Regions from separate parts of the Pan troglodytes genome. Here region 1 is linked to region 2. Evidence: chromatin contacts called from public Hi-C data. All regions are on one chromosome and are shown on one strand. Each heading gives the region's core, a stretch centred on a gene start, on an enhancer-like site or on the middle of the called end of the contact. The rest is flanking DNA. Distances are from core to core; before and after follow the strand shown.

The links. Hi-C and Micro-C count contacts between places; a contact is called where the count stands out from the background.
Region 1: a Hi-C map of induced pluripotent stem cells shows a contact between it and region 2, with 3 times the contacts expected there. The contact joins two enhancer-like sites. A contact is called at or near these places in 3 of 7 Hi-C or Micro-C datasets (induced pluripotent stem cells and stem cell-derived neural progenitor cells).

Annotation. Positions count from the first base shown.
Region 1 is chr14:81,701,813-81,709,010 of NHGRI_mPanTro3-v2.0_pri, reverse strand. No RefSeq gene overlaps it. Among named protein-coding and RNA genes, the nearest start is that of LMO7, 470 kb to the right of the region's middle. Within about 2 kb of position 1,325, at least 7 of the 24 cell types and tissues checked have an H3K27ac peak or open chromatin away from gene starts, as enhancers often do. A contact at or near this core is called in induced pluripotent stem cells, where this site is marked.
Region 2 is chr14:81,559,795-81,567,578 of NHGRI_mPanTro3-v2.0_pri, reverse strand. No RefSeq gene overlaps it. Among named protein-coding and RNA genes, the nearest start is that of LMO7, 330 kb to the right of the region's middle. Within about 2 kb of position 2,863, at least 4 of the 24 cell types and tissues checked have an H3K27ac peak or open chromatin away from gene starts, as enhancers often do. A contact at or near this core is called in induced pluripotent stem cells, where this site is marked.

The DNA.
Region 1 (7,198 bases), core at 76-2,575, 140 kb before region 2:
CCTAGATAACTTGCTAATTTCCTTTTCAAAAAAATCGTAAAATTTTCCTTCATAATGTTTCAAAGAAATTATTGTCCTAATTGGCACTTCAAGGGATAGATTAGAATGATTCATAATGTCCCTTCCTGCTCTGACATTCTATAAGTTCATGATTTGTGAGATTTTCGGAATATGGAAACATAGTTCTTTCTTCCCCAGTGGACACTAACTAAATAATTAATTCCTGTTTCAAGGAGCGCTCAAGGGCATGTATGCACAAAGAGGAGACAAATTATCTCATGATCAAATCTTGAGATTCTTGAGAACAAGAAGCACACCTCATTTCTTTTCTATCTTCCACAGCATGTTCAGCACAACTGGACTCACATATCACCACACCCAGTTCCAATTCTCAGCTGGCCAAAGCCTAGACAAACTACAGGTTCAGTGGGAATAAGGTTAAAATTCAAAAGATACAACTGGGTTTTAGAGTTGTTTTCATAACAACTCTAAAACAAAATAGTGCACCATAAAGGGTACTGCATAAAAGTTCACTTCTTTCCTGAACTTATTCAGGAGGAATTTAGATGGACCCATGAGTAAAGTGTTATTCAATGTAACAAAAGCCCTTTTGATAAGTAGACAGAGAATAACACTATTCAGAACCACATGTGATTGTCATATTCGTCTGTTTTCCTGTATTTTCCTTCTCACATAATTATTTTGAACTTTTAATTTCAGCCTATTATCGTTTTTATAATTTCCCAAGAAGATTGCGGATTTCCAAGAACATCACTTAAAACCTGGAAACCCCTTTACTAACAGAAGCATTCAATGAGGAAAAAAATACATCAAGATGGGGTCAATTCTGTTACTGTGCAGAGGAATCTCTTTGAAAAATGAAATGTCTTTCATTTCTCCCTCACCTAGTTTTTATTATCTTTCATAATATTTTTTAAGTATCATGAAGAAATTTGCATGCTGAATATTCATAGACAATATATAAAGATGTCCCTATGATATGAGAGAGGGCAGGGAAGTGCTGGGTAGAGAAAGGCAGGTCCCTGGCTAGGGCTCCACCCCCCAGGGCTGTGCTCAGGGACCTAGGTGAGGACAGGCATTTCTGTTTTCCTGCCCAAATGTTGCATTTTCCAAGACCACCCTGTCCCGCCACACCCCCATCCTGTGCCTATAAAAATTCCAAGACCCTAGCAGGCAGAAACAGAAGCAGCGGGTCGCCGAGAGGAACACACTGGCAAAAGAGCACACAGGCGGCTGGAGGTGGAGAGGACCGGAAGAACACATCGACAGGCACCAGCAGACGCCGGCAGGCCATTGACCTGTGAACAACAAGGACTGGAACCTGGCCGAGGCGGTCAGAGGAGTGTCCAGCTGCTGAGCGGCCAACTCCAGGGGAAAACCACCTTCCCGCTCCATGCCCCTTCTGGGTCCCCATCATCTGCTGAGAGTTTCCACTGTCAATAAAACTTTGCATTCATTCTCCAAGCCACACAGAGTCAAGAACCCGGGATACAGAAAGCCCTCTGTCCTTGCTATAAAGCAAAAGGTCTAATTGAGCTGACTAACACAAGCCGCGCACAGACGGCAGAACTGAAAGAGCACACTGTAACACAGGCCCACTGGGGCTTCGGCTGTAAAACATTCGCCACTAGATAGTGCTGTGGAGTCGGAGCCCCGCAACCCTCCATCTGCATGCTCCCTCCAGGAGTATGAGCAGCATGGCACTGAAGAAGCGAGCCACACCCCGTTGCACACCCTGAGAGGGGCATAGGGAACTTTTCTTATTTCACCTAGATGACTAAATGAAGACTATGCTGGTGCTATTTATACATATTGGCTTATTGCATTCTGCTCAATGAACAAAGAAAGCAAGCCTAACAAAGTCTATTGAAGATTTACATTCAGATTGTGTCATCGTATGTGTAAGATGCCTGGACAGAAGTCAGTTACTAAGTATGTACATATACATATACATACAGTTATCCCTCAGTATCTATTAGGGAGGGGATTGGTTCTAGGACCCACGAGATACCAAAATCCTCAGTGCTCAAGTCCTTGGTATAAAATGGCATGGTATTTGCATATAATTTAAACGCAGCCCCTTGTATACTTTAAGTTACCTCTAGATTACTTTTGATACTTAATACAACGCAAATGCTATGTAAATAGTTGTTATACTGCATTTTAAAATTTATATTATTTTTTATTTTTGTATTATTTGTATTGTTTTTTCCCTATTTTTCATCGACAGCTGGCAGAATCATGGATGTGGAACCCACAGAAATGGAGGACTAATATTGTGTGTGTGTGTGTGTGTGTGCATGTGTACACACATATATCCAAACCAATTTAAGGAGCTATAGCATATGAAAAATGATCATTTCGAAAATTTCACATGCATAGAAAAATAGACTAGAAACTTCTGTTTCACTCATAAATACCATTGAAAGAAGTTTTACTCATTTTGTTATGAACTTAACTTTCTTAGGTTTAACAGAACTTAAATCTTAGTAGTCGTATTTATCTTTCATGGTCACATAACTGTTTCTGAATGTGTTCATTTAACTGCTGCTGAAGCTAGTTTCTTTTTAACAGTAAACAATAGTGTCTTCTACTGTTCCTGACATTGCATGTTGTTTTCTTAACAAAGTCTACCCATTCACTTTGAAAGACTTTCAAACAAATCAAGAAACTTACCAGGAGCCTTATAGGAGTCATGGAGTCCATAATTCTGAAGAGACTTTAGCCTCAAATTTCCACTCCATCTATTGTATGCACACAACCAAGATCAGTCAGCAATAATCTGGGGCATGCTGACAGGATAAATTATAATGTGCCACAAGAACAGAGAGGAAATGTCAAGGTTCAAAGACACCTAATGCCTCTCAGCTCTATGTACCAGGAAAATGAAAAGCAATTTTATGACACATATTTTAGCAAGTGCTTTCTCTACGACTAGGGTACCATTACTCTGGCAAGTGTACCTGGTACTTATAACTACCTTTTAAACTTTTACTATATCTCAGATAACAGTTTTTAGATTTTTTTAAATATACTTTAATGTTTCACATGGGTTACAAAGTGACTGGAAGAGACAGCCCTACTCTTCTCCTTTGCCGCCTCCTACACCCTGCAGGTTGAGTTCTCTTAGTAATTAGCCGGAGGAACACACACTTCTCAGAAGTGAGGTGAGCACACAAAAAGACAGTCCAGATCAGTAAGCTCTTCTCTAGCTGTAGATTCTCTAGTGGAGAACAAAGCTGCCGGAAATGCTGCACATATAGCCCAAAATGTAAAATGAGGATAATATTGCCTATGTCAAGGAATTATGAAGAATAAGTGAGAAAACCCAGAAACAAGAGTCAGCCTTGATTTAGCACTCTTAGCCTCTCCCATCTCATCCCACAGGAACTCAGCTGTATTCCCTCAAACGTACCCACTTCCCTCCACTTGCAAGGACACGTGCACAGCCCAAGAAATTACCCAATTCTGCTATGCCACAGTCTTTTCTAATCAGAGCTCATAACATTCTGGGGCACTCTTGAACCTTGAACCAAAATCAGAATTAGCAAGACTACATCTCTACCTGAAGAAAAACCATCTGAGTCTGTGCAGCGGTCCCTTATCCACATCTATGCTTCCTGCTCTTCATTTCCTTGCACATATCTTAGACCAATTCAATTGAACAAGTGTTTATGATGGACATAGTACATGCTTAATGCTGGGCACCAATAATTAGCAACAGAGATACGTCCCTGTTCAGAAGGTTGACAACAAAATAGTGACATAAATAATTATACAGCTATAAAGAGTGAAATGTCACATGAAGGAAAACCAAAAAACTAAGGATGGTGAAAAATCTCTCTAAGGAAATTTGAAAAAGATCAATTAAGTAAGCCAAAGAAAGGGGAACAGTAAGAATATTCCAGGCAATATTTGGGAAGTCCCCGAAACAGAAAGGGCGGCTATGGAGGAAGTGAAGGGCCAGTGTGGCTGGGGCTATGGGTTCAGGGAGCACAGAGCTGTGCAAGCATGGACACCAGCAATGGCAGGCCAAGTCCATGCTGCTCACAGTTATTTGTCCTGAGGGCACTAAGAAAGGACTGAAGGTTTTTTAGCAGAGGAAGGAGATCTTATTTATAAGATGTCAGTAAAGGGCACTATGGCTGCAATGTGGAAAACAGACTGTAGAGGGCACAAAAGTGGAGACAAGTTAAGATGCTATTGGTCTAGTCCAGTAGGAGAGGTGGTAACAGCTTGGACTCAGGTGGCCACTGTGCTGATGGAGGGAATGGTGAGGTCTGAGGTATATCATGAAAGCGAAATTGATTACTGATAAGTGATAAGAAGAAAAAAATCAGGTGATTCCCAAATTTCTGGTGTTCTAACTTAATCTTTATAGCCATACGAAATAGTATGAAGCCTCATTTTACAGATTTATTTATCCATTTAACAAATATCTGTGGAACTCCAAGCATAGTGATTTAGAGCATCAATGCCCGAGTTTAAATACTGGTTTGGCCTCTTGGCAACTGTGTCACTTTGAGCCAGGTTCTTAACCATAAATGTGAGGAGGATCCTTAAATCCCTTCCTGGACCGCTACAGAGGTTTCTGAAATTTAGAGGTTGTGGGAAACAGATGGAATATGCATCTCTGAAGCAAACCTTGCTCTTTAGAGATGTGATCTTACATCATTAACATACGGAGTGGCATCAAATACTATTGTTGGCTGGGTGCCGTGGCTCACATCTGTAATCCTAGCACTTTGGGAGGCTGAGGCAGGTGGATCACTTGAGGTCAGGAGTTCGAGACCAGCCTGGCCGGCCAACATGGTTAGACATCATTTCTACTGAAAATAAAATAACTAGTTGGGTGTGGTGGCATGCACCTGTAATCCCAGCTACTGGAGAGGCTAAGGTAGGAGAATCACTTGAACCCAGGAGGCAGAGGTTGCAGTGAGCTGAGATCGTACCATTGCACTCCAGCCTGGGTGACACAGTGAGACTCCATCTCAAAAAACAAATATTCAGAAAAAAAAATCTTTTGCTGAAAAATGACTTTTCTGTTAGTGAAGTTCACCAGGCAATATAGTTTGTATTTTTATCCCTCTGAATCTCAGGTTGAAATGTGATCTCCAATTCTAGAGGTGGGCCTAGTGGGAGGTGTTTTGGTCTTAGGCGTGGTACTGTCCTTGCAATAAGAAGTATGTTCTGGCTGTATTAGTTCATGTGATAATTGGTTGTTTAAAAAGAGGCTGGCACCTCCTCCTCTCTCTCTTGCTCCCTCTCTTACTATGTGGCACACAGGGTCCCCGACCTCTGCTATGAGTAAAATCTTCTTGAGGCCTAACCAGAGGCCAGGCAGTTGCCAGCACCATGCTTCTTGTAGAGTCTGCAGAATCATGAGACAAATAAACCTCTTTTCTTTATAAATTACCCAGCCCCGGGTATCTCTTTATAGCAATGCAAAAGAGACCAATACACCAAATTACTGTGTTACCTGAGAATAAAACAACATTTCAGAGGTTCTTCTTAGGCAAATATATGACAGCACCAATCAACTATTTTTTCCCAGAGGTAGAGATTGTTATGGCAGAGTTTGCAGACTTTGATCTCGATAGGGTAACGGGCAGAGTGGAGTGGACCTAGTAGAAGAATTCTAATATTCCAGTATCAACTTATTCACTTTCCATACTGCAAATAGATGCTTAGTCTCAGAGTCAGAAACAAAATATGGTAGAGACTATGGCCAATTGGAAAGAATGTGTCTGGAATAAAGGGGTCAGCAGATACTCATTTCCAGCTCTGTTACCAGTGTGCACAGTTTTTAAAAAAGAATCTAGAAATCAGGACTTCTATGGAAACTCTCTTAGTATTTAAGTACTGGATCAGAATTTTTAAACAATGTGATATGTGGGCTAAATAAAACACATTTAAAATTCAGATGAACCCCGTGGCCTCCAGGGTGAAGCCTTTGGTTTCCACTAATTCAATAGGGCCTCTGTGGGATCACGTAACTGGGGGAGGATGAGTGAGCAGGAGAGAACTAGGAAGGTGATACCAGGGCAATGTGATGCAGACACAGAAACCCTGCCTCACCGACCAGATGAGCTGGCACAGAGCCTGAAGGGAGGAGGAGGAAACAAGATGTGAACTGACAGACCACTCAATCAATTTTCCTTGTAATTAATGGCAAGTTTCTGAAGAGAAAACATTTCTGCCTTTCATAAACATTCTGAACTTACCTAGCACAATTTAAGTAAGTCAGATTAAAAATCAATTAATTCCATTCCTTTGATCTGTAGAATAAAACTCTTTGTTAGAAACAAAACCAATTTTCTCATATCTTTTTTTTAATGTTCTCAACAATGCCTCTTCTGTTTAGTCTAGGGGAGGAGTAAAGTCTGTTGGCTAAAAATAACTGAAGAGTCAGGTAACATCTAAGGGATTGGGGGTTTAACCAGCAACCCTTCTCTGCCAGATTTCCTCAATAATTAATAAAGATCCTGATCTTGCAAGTTTTTGATATGAGGATGAAATTCATAATATTTCTCTGAAAGTCAGTGTTCAAGGAATTGAAATCACCATAATATAATTTCCACATGTGATAGTTAGTGCCAAAAGTTTTGCAGTCTATGGTGAGATAGAGAGATACAGAACATATGATATATACTTGGCAATGAGATCACGCTCTTGTTTCCTAGCCCTGGGAACTTGGAGCAGAAGAAAGGAAAGGGAGACATTAGGAGGGAAACCCTAAGCCTCACAAGAGCAGAGAAGTAAGAAACTGTGGATGAAAAGGGAGAACATGCTGAGAAGTATGAGGGAGACACCAAGAATAAGCAGCAGAGGGGAGTTTCTCACCTAGGACATCTCCAGGTTTCCAGAGTGGGGTGGAATGTCGGTGACCCGCAAAACAGATTAGATGTGGGGTATCTCAGTATTGTGCTCTCTATCCACCCATAGCATAGGCTCTGTGGCACAGGATCAAGAGGCACTGAGACTGGAGGAATATTCTTTTTTTTTATTTTTGTTTATTTATTTATTTTTGAGACAGGGTCTCACTTTCGCCCAGGCTGGGGTGCACTGGCCCAATCTTGGCTCACTACAGCCTCCACCTCCTGGGTTCAAGTGATTCTAGTGCCTCAGCCTCCTGAGTAGCTGGGACTACAGACACACACCACTGCGCCTGGCTAAG
Region 2 (7,784 bases), core at 1,614-4,113:
TGCCCTACGATAGAAAACCTGGGGAAGTGGCAATCGTCATTATGTGAATTGTACTGGTCTTTTTCAATACTTGAAAAGTACAAGATACTACATTTAGAAGACAATAAATTGCAAGTATCTTAACCTAGAAGGAAAGAAAGAAACTGAAGTGACCTACAATAGCCATGCACTTGGCAATGATGCATAATTGACACTGTTCAGATGGGTTCTGAGTATGATCATTTTTATTATATCATAATCATTATCATTTCACACATGAAATGTATCATAAAACCAAACCCTAAGATACTACATTTTCACTGGGCTTAATTATAGACCTTAAGTCATATTTTAAATACATTACACACACACACACACACACACACACACGGTATAAATCCTTCTGAGTGCTTGGTCCACTTATTCCTTTGCTTAACTAATTGACCTTTGTAACCAAGAAAATAGTCCTGGATCTCCACCAAGAAATGAACAGCGAAAGTTCCAAAAATAATAAGTAAAGACCAATTATGAAATGTGTCCTCAAATAAATTGTTCCTCAAAACGATTATCAAAATCACATGGGGAATTTTTACTTTTTAATGCAACTTCTCATCTCCCATGACTAAAGTTTCAATAGGTCATAGACAGAGCCTAGGATCTGTATTTATTTAACCCATGAGGTAATTCCAATAATCAGAGAGGTTTGGGTACCACTTACTTGACCTTCTGTTGTTGGAATGTCCCATATGCTCTAATCACCCTCTGATATTTTTCTGAAAATCTACCAGATTTGCCAATGTCAGCAGCCAACCCTAGTCTTCCATGCCACCTAAAGTCTAGCCCACAGCCCACCTCTTCTTTGTTTGCTAGCAATCAGAGAAATAGCACAGCACATGTTTGGACTAATCAAATCTAATAATTAATTGGCACTTACTATCTACATGGGTTGTTTGTAATGATCATTTGTTCTGATTTCTGGCCATTGTGAGTGATAGACTTGCTATTCTGCAGCAACTATAACAGATGCAAAGAAACAAGGGACAGGATAAAGAAGAGTACCAGCCTTTGTGCACTCTCAAGGCCACAAGCAGTTCTCACAGTGACCATGTAGCAGTGGACTTGGGAAGACCACAGAAGCCTAGTGATCCTCAGCTGGGAACTTACCTTTGTTTGACATCAACATGTTCTCTCACTGAGTCATTTTAGTTCAAAGTGATACATGTTTTCTGTTGTTTGTTGTTTGTTTTGGTTTGGTTTAGTTTTAGAGACTGGTGACCAAACTAGTAACTTTTGCTCACAGTAGCTGAGGCACACAGTTCTTTAAGAAATCTAGATAAAATCAGAATTTCCACTAAGACTTTTGCACCTTCTTGAGCTACTTTGCATTTTCCCAGAGTTTCTGTAAGGACTTGACTCTGAAGCATTTCATGAAATTTAGTAGAATTTACTTCTTCAAGATGTTTGTGGTTACAGGGAGATTCACACTGTGGAACAAGAAGACTTCCACCCAGCCACCCAGTTCCACTCTCATGACTTTCCCCATTATTATTCCTGTACTTTTTCCTAGCCCCCAGTTCTGCAACCTCAAGGCAAAACAGTGCCAAAGTCTGGATATAAGGTGGGATACAGGAGTGATTAAAGGCATGAGCTTTAGCTGGGGTCACACTGCCTGGATTTAAATCCCACCTTGATCAGCACTGTGACTTTGAATAAGACTCTTGGCCATTAGCTATCTCATTTGTCAATTGGGAATGATAATAATGGTGTTTTCTCCACTGAGTTTTTGGGAGAATTATATGAGACCATGTATTAAAGCACAAAGCATAGAATTTGGAACATTATAGGTTCCCACAATATCCCTCAGGAGGCACTTAATATTTGATGATTGACTGAGCTGTGAAATGATGCACCTGATCGGCTTCCTGCCTCATTAATTAGGATTAGAAATGGAATCCAGCTCAGTATTTTATTATTAATACCCAACTAAATACTTGGAGAAATCAAATACCAGTGATTTCAAGAAATTCACATCTAGTAAGGAATATACTGTAAACACATGAAACAAGAGATCTGAGAGGCAAAATACAAGGTGATTAAATTAATAAAATAGAAAATAAAAGTTAAGCAAAGTCATGTTCAGAGTTTGGTAGTGATATTCAATGAAAGTATTTTGAAGGATACATTTTGAATTTGATGTTAAAAATGCTAAGCAACTGAACGTGGCAAGTATGACAGAATAGTTCAAATGGTGGCTACTGTTAAGAAACATACATTGATTGACGTGACTGGAAATAGCAGGTCAATGCAAAACCTTAGCTAAGGTGAGATGGGGAGGGGTAAATGGCAAACAGTAAAGGCCGGATGGGAGAGTTTGTGTTGATTCCTACGGTCATTCGTAGCTGTAAGCTGCAGAGAGAGAAAATAGGAGAGGCACTGGTGGAGAACAGCCTCCAGGAAGAACAAAGGAGTGTGGAATGTGGGCCCCAGAGCTCTGTGGGATGAATGGAGACAGTACAAGTTAATCAAATACTATTCCAGAAATAATGTTCTGACAATATTTAACATAGTTATAATTTCTATCATTTCATGAAATCAGAATCACTCAAACACAGAGCAAAATGTTTCTATGGCATTATCCTTCATGACTGTAGTGATGGAGTGGACCATATGCACACATCCTGGGGGCTGTGAGAGAGGGGAACTATGGGAATCAGCAAAAAATAAAAGCAGAGTCTGGCTTAGAAGCAATCAGATCTGCATTACCTCCTAGCTTTGCCAGTTGCTAGCTGGGTAACCTTAGGCAGGCTACATAACCTCTGTGAGCTTCAGGATCCTTCTGGGTAAAACGTGGATAATGCCCGCCTTGCACAGTTTTCCTGGGGATTAAAGGTAACATGTTCCATACAGTGTCTTCCACACAGTAAACACTCAAAAAGTGCTAGACATTCCTGTGGCATGCAATGCATGTAGTTGAACCTAAACAACAAGAAAGGCTAGAGTTGAGAGTACTCAAAGGCCCTATCAGAAACCCCAGGTTTTATTTTACTTATTTTTGATTTTTCATTTTTAAGTTTATATTAAAACTTTTCGTTGTTTACCCTCGTGTGAGCTACAGAAGCACCCAGGAGTTGTATTTGCCTGCCCCCTAGTGGTGAGACAAGCCCACTTCAGGCATGCGTCCGAACATCGCATTTTATTGACCAGAATCCCAAGGGCTGAAGAGGTAAAGTGACTTCCCCAAGATAACGGTGTTTTAAAAGGCGGTACTGGAATCCAGGTCTTAGCACTCCTCTTCATGTTATTTTCTAACCACAGCAGGGCTTCAGAGATCCGAGGTAAGTTTAGGCTGGGTGTTTAATGGATACAAAGTACTGATCTCCCTCCCATCACCTCTCTTATGCAATAAGGCTCTTTTTCCTTTTGTAATGAAAGAGTTTAAACAGCCAGCCCTCCTGCCACCTGGAGCCAGGCATAAATGAAATGGTTGTTGAAAAATAAAGGGAAGCTTGCGGTGCTTATGATCAGAGAGGGCTGGGCTCCCATGGAGCAAAAGAAGCCAAGTTGATGCATATTTTTAAAATCCTGATTTAGGGGTCACCAAGCACACACTTTACCAGGAAAGTGGCTGAGGTTGGATACAAGAGGTAAAGGTTCTCACCCTGGGGTGTGGTGGGCTGGGAATGGTTTGCAGCCAGATGAACTGGTTTGAATCCCGGGTTCGTCTCTTAAGTGGTCTTTGGTTTTTGACTGATTTTCACAGACTAGATTTTGTCATCTTTAGTTTGAGAACCAATAATTAGCTTTAAAAAAAAAAAAGGAAAAAAAAGAACTATATCTGAGTTCCAAATGGCAAGATTTTCAAAAGGAAGGTTGTTTTATACATAACAGAGCTTTATATAAATGCAAGATGTTACCATTTTCACATTGCAATATACAGTGGATATAAAAATCTACAACTTTGGGTAAAAAAATGTCTGTAACTCATTTCAGTTCTGTTATGAACAAGGCTTTTAACGTCTGTGAGCCTCGCTTTAGTCATCTTAAAATATAAATACTCACTTTACAGGTTAATAATGAGAGTTCATGGCACGGCGTCTAGATGTTCAATAAATGTTAGTTGAATCTAAAATGAAAGCAACCAACCCTCAATTTCCTTCCTTTATTGTCTTCCCCAAAACCATACAAATAAGCAAGGCAGAAACTAGAGATGAAACTCAAGTCACTCAATTTGAAATTTTGGTCAGAGGTTTGGTTGGTAGACGAGATTAAAGACAACTTCAAACACAGCTCTACAGATTTATAGGTGGGTAAATTGCCCTTAGTAAACCCAGCCTCATTAACATGACGGGATGGCCTGGCTATATTTAGACGAATACCTGCCTTTTCTTTTGAAATTTAGGAAAGAGAATTTGCCAAGTTTTAGGGTTTTTTGAACTGTGTTCTATGAAACAATAAGGTGTCGGAGGGTTCTCAGGACTCTGCAAGAGAGGGTTGGTGATACTAGGGTGGGCTTCTGGGGTCCCCTGATTCTCTGGTTCAACCTAAGCATCCACACTTTTTATGTTTTTATTTGGGGAAAAAATTCTGCTTTAAGACAATTTTTAAAAATATGACCATGGCCCTTATGAGGTCTGGTGACACATCCCATCCTGATTAGTTGGGCCTTTTTACATGTTCCAGAAGTGGCACCATGAATTCCAGCCAATTCTCTTACCAGCACAGACTGAGGATCACAGAGGGGAAAGGCTGAGAAGAAACACAGAGAGATCATTAAAGTAGCTGGCTGGTGGGTCCAGGGAGGCTGGGGGAGGGATAATGGGGAAAGGAAACATGTTGATCAAAGAGTACAAAGTTTCAGTTGGACAGGAGTAATAAGCTTTAGTGATCTATTGCACAGCATGGCGACTATAGTAAATAATAATGCATTGTATATTTCAAAACTGCCAAAACACTAGATTTTAAATGTTTTCCCCCCACACACAAAAAAGTAAATATGTGAGGCCATGGATTTTTTAATTAGCTTGATCTCATCATTCTACGAGGTAAACATACATCAAAGCGTCACATGGTATCCCATAAATATAATTACTACTTGTCAATTAAAAACTTAAAAAATAAAGTAGCTGGCAAAGACTGTATACTGACTTTGTGCCAAGTCACTGTCCTACATCCAAAATTAATTTAGTGAATGCTCATAACAACTGCATGATCTGTGTAGTACTATTATGATCCCCATTTTACAGGTGAAGAAAACTGAGACACAGAGAGATTACTTGCCCAGAGAGTGAGCAGTGGAGTCCGGTACAGGAAATTTGGTTCTAGAACCTGCACTTTTAGCCTCTCTCCTAGATTGTTTCTCACCCCACAAATAAATCATGCAAATAACTGTAACTAGGAAGAAAAATAGTCAGCTCCAGTGTTGTCAGGAGTGTCACCTTGCTAGACAAGGGGTCATAGGCTATTATAGGATGCAACTTCGCTACATTTTCTACTGAAGAAACCCTAACTGAAGACGAGGTGATGTCCCTAAAGCAGGCCATTGCAAGGGACAAATTATCCTGGAAGTTTGTTTTAGCTTAAAAATAAGTCATATGCGGCTGTGCACAGTGGCTCACCCCTGTAATCCCAGCACTTTGGGAGGCCAAGGTGGGAGGATTGCTTGAGTCAGGGGTTCAAGAACAGCCTGAGCAACATAGTAAGACCCCAGTCTGTACCAAAAGAAAAAAAAATTGCCAGGTTTGGTCATGCATACCTGTGGTCCCAACTACTTGGGAGACTGAGGCGGGAGGATAGCTTGAGCCCCCTGGGAGGCCGAGGATGCAGTGAGCTGAGAATGTTCCACTGCACTCCAGCCTAGGTGACAGAGCGTGACCCTATCTCAAAAAAAAAAAAAAAAAAAAAAAAGTCACATGCAATCTGCATACTTTACAAATGGGAATTATATTTTTAAAAATATTTCCATGTTGCAATGACTAGTAACTTACCAGTGAAATTACGTAACCCTGCTTCCCGTTTATCCACCACCGCACTTCCAGCGAAATCATCATTCCCAAAGCTGCGGTCTTTTTATCCCGTGGTTTCATGACATACATGTTGTTGAAGCACAAATGTAAAAGACAGGAAATCTGTTAGCTATGGTCTGTTCAGTATGTTTTGAACACTGGGTTATATTAAGTTAATCTCCCAAACAAATCCTATGCTCCAGACCTCCTTTTCCCTCAATGACCTAACAGTAGGGCAGGAGTATCTTCCTGTTCCCCCAGAGGTGGATTGCCATGGAGCTCATGAAGCTTAAGGTGTAGGCCCCTTACTTGGACAGTAATGCATTGACGAAGTCATAAGAGTTTGTAAAGTTTGCAAAAGAAAAATATCTTAACCACAATCAGTTGACATCCCTGTCTCTTTTCATTTCTACTTTCCTTCTATTACATCTTTCTTCTTGTCAGAAGGCAATGGGGTGGCCGTGGGCATTTTTAAGACCTGGAGAAAGGGAAGTTAATTTAAAGATATGTCATTTGTGTGAGTGAGATACAGTCACGTGGCTTGCAGTCGCTTCCATGTATTACTAGCTGTCTAGGAACAGAAATGGTTTCAAGGAAATGCCTGTCTTCCTCTGTGATGACCCACCCTGCAATATTGTGATATGAAGATGTAAGGCATAAGTCAAATGAGTTATGAACATGGCAGCCAGCTTTAGGAGTGTTCAGCAGCAGGAAAAAACGAGGTTTGAAATGAACAAAATCAGAAGCTAATCTATAAAAATTCTTCCAAATATTACAGCTCATATGCAAAGAAAATTTCTAAGATGGTTTTCCCAATTTTGAGAATCTTAGAAATTTACATGGCATAACCAAATAGAAGGGTAAAGCTGAAAGAAATGCATAAACTGTCAATATCTGGCTCAACTATGCTAAGAGAAAGACTAAATTACCTATTATCCATCAGAAACCTATGAAGAAGCAGAGTGTGTAGACAAAACTGTAGAAAAAAGTGACACAGATGTGTCAGGCAGTTAATGAATAAAAATGCCTTACTGGACTATGCATACACAGTTTATCAACTTTTTAAATTTTGTAATTTCATGGGATTTTCTTATTCTAAATACTCACATTTGCCCCTAAGTTTGTATTCTCTCTTAAAGAGGGTGACAAATTTGCATAAGTTTCAGATTCCATCAATCTGCCTGCCCCCAAGCATTACCCACCAATGTCCTCAGAGCACCTATGTGCTCTTCCTTCTGGCTGGAATATTCTTCCCCTAGAAAGGTGCACATCTCACTCCTTCGCTTCATTCAGGTTTCTGCTAAGACATCAGCATACTCAATTTCCCAAGCAAATTCCTATCTAAAGTAGAATCCCCTAGGACTCTTGTACGCTGTTGGAGGGAATATAAATTAGCATAGCCACTATGGAGAACAGTATGCAGGTTACTCAAAAAACTAAAAACAGAACTACCATATGATCCAGCAATCTCACTGCTGGGTATATACCCAAAAGAAAGGAAATCAGTGTATCGAAGAGAGATGTGCACTCCCATGCTTACTGCAGCACTATTCGCAATAGCCAAGACAGGGAATCAGCCTAGTGTTTATTAATGGATGAATAGATAAAGAAAACCTGGCACATATACACAGTGGAATATTTTTCACCCATACAAGAGAATGAAATATTGTTATTTGCAACAATTTGGATGGAACTAGATGACAATATGTTAAGTGAAATAAGCCAGGCAGAGAAAGACAAATTTTGCATATCCTCACTCATATGTGGGAGCTAAAAATTAAAACAATTGAACTCATGGAGATA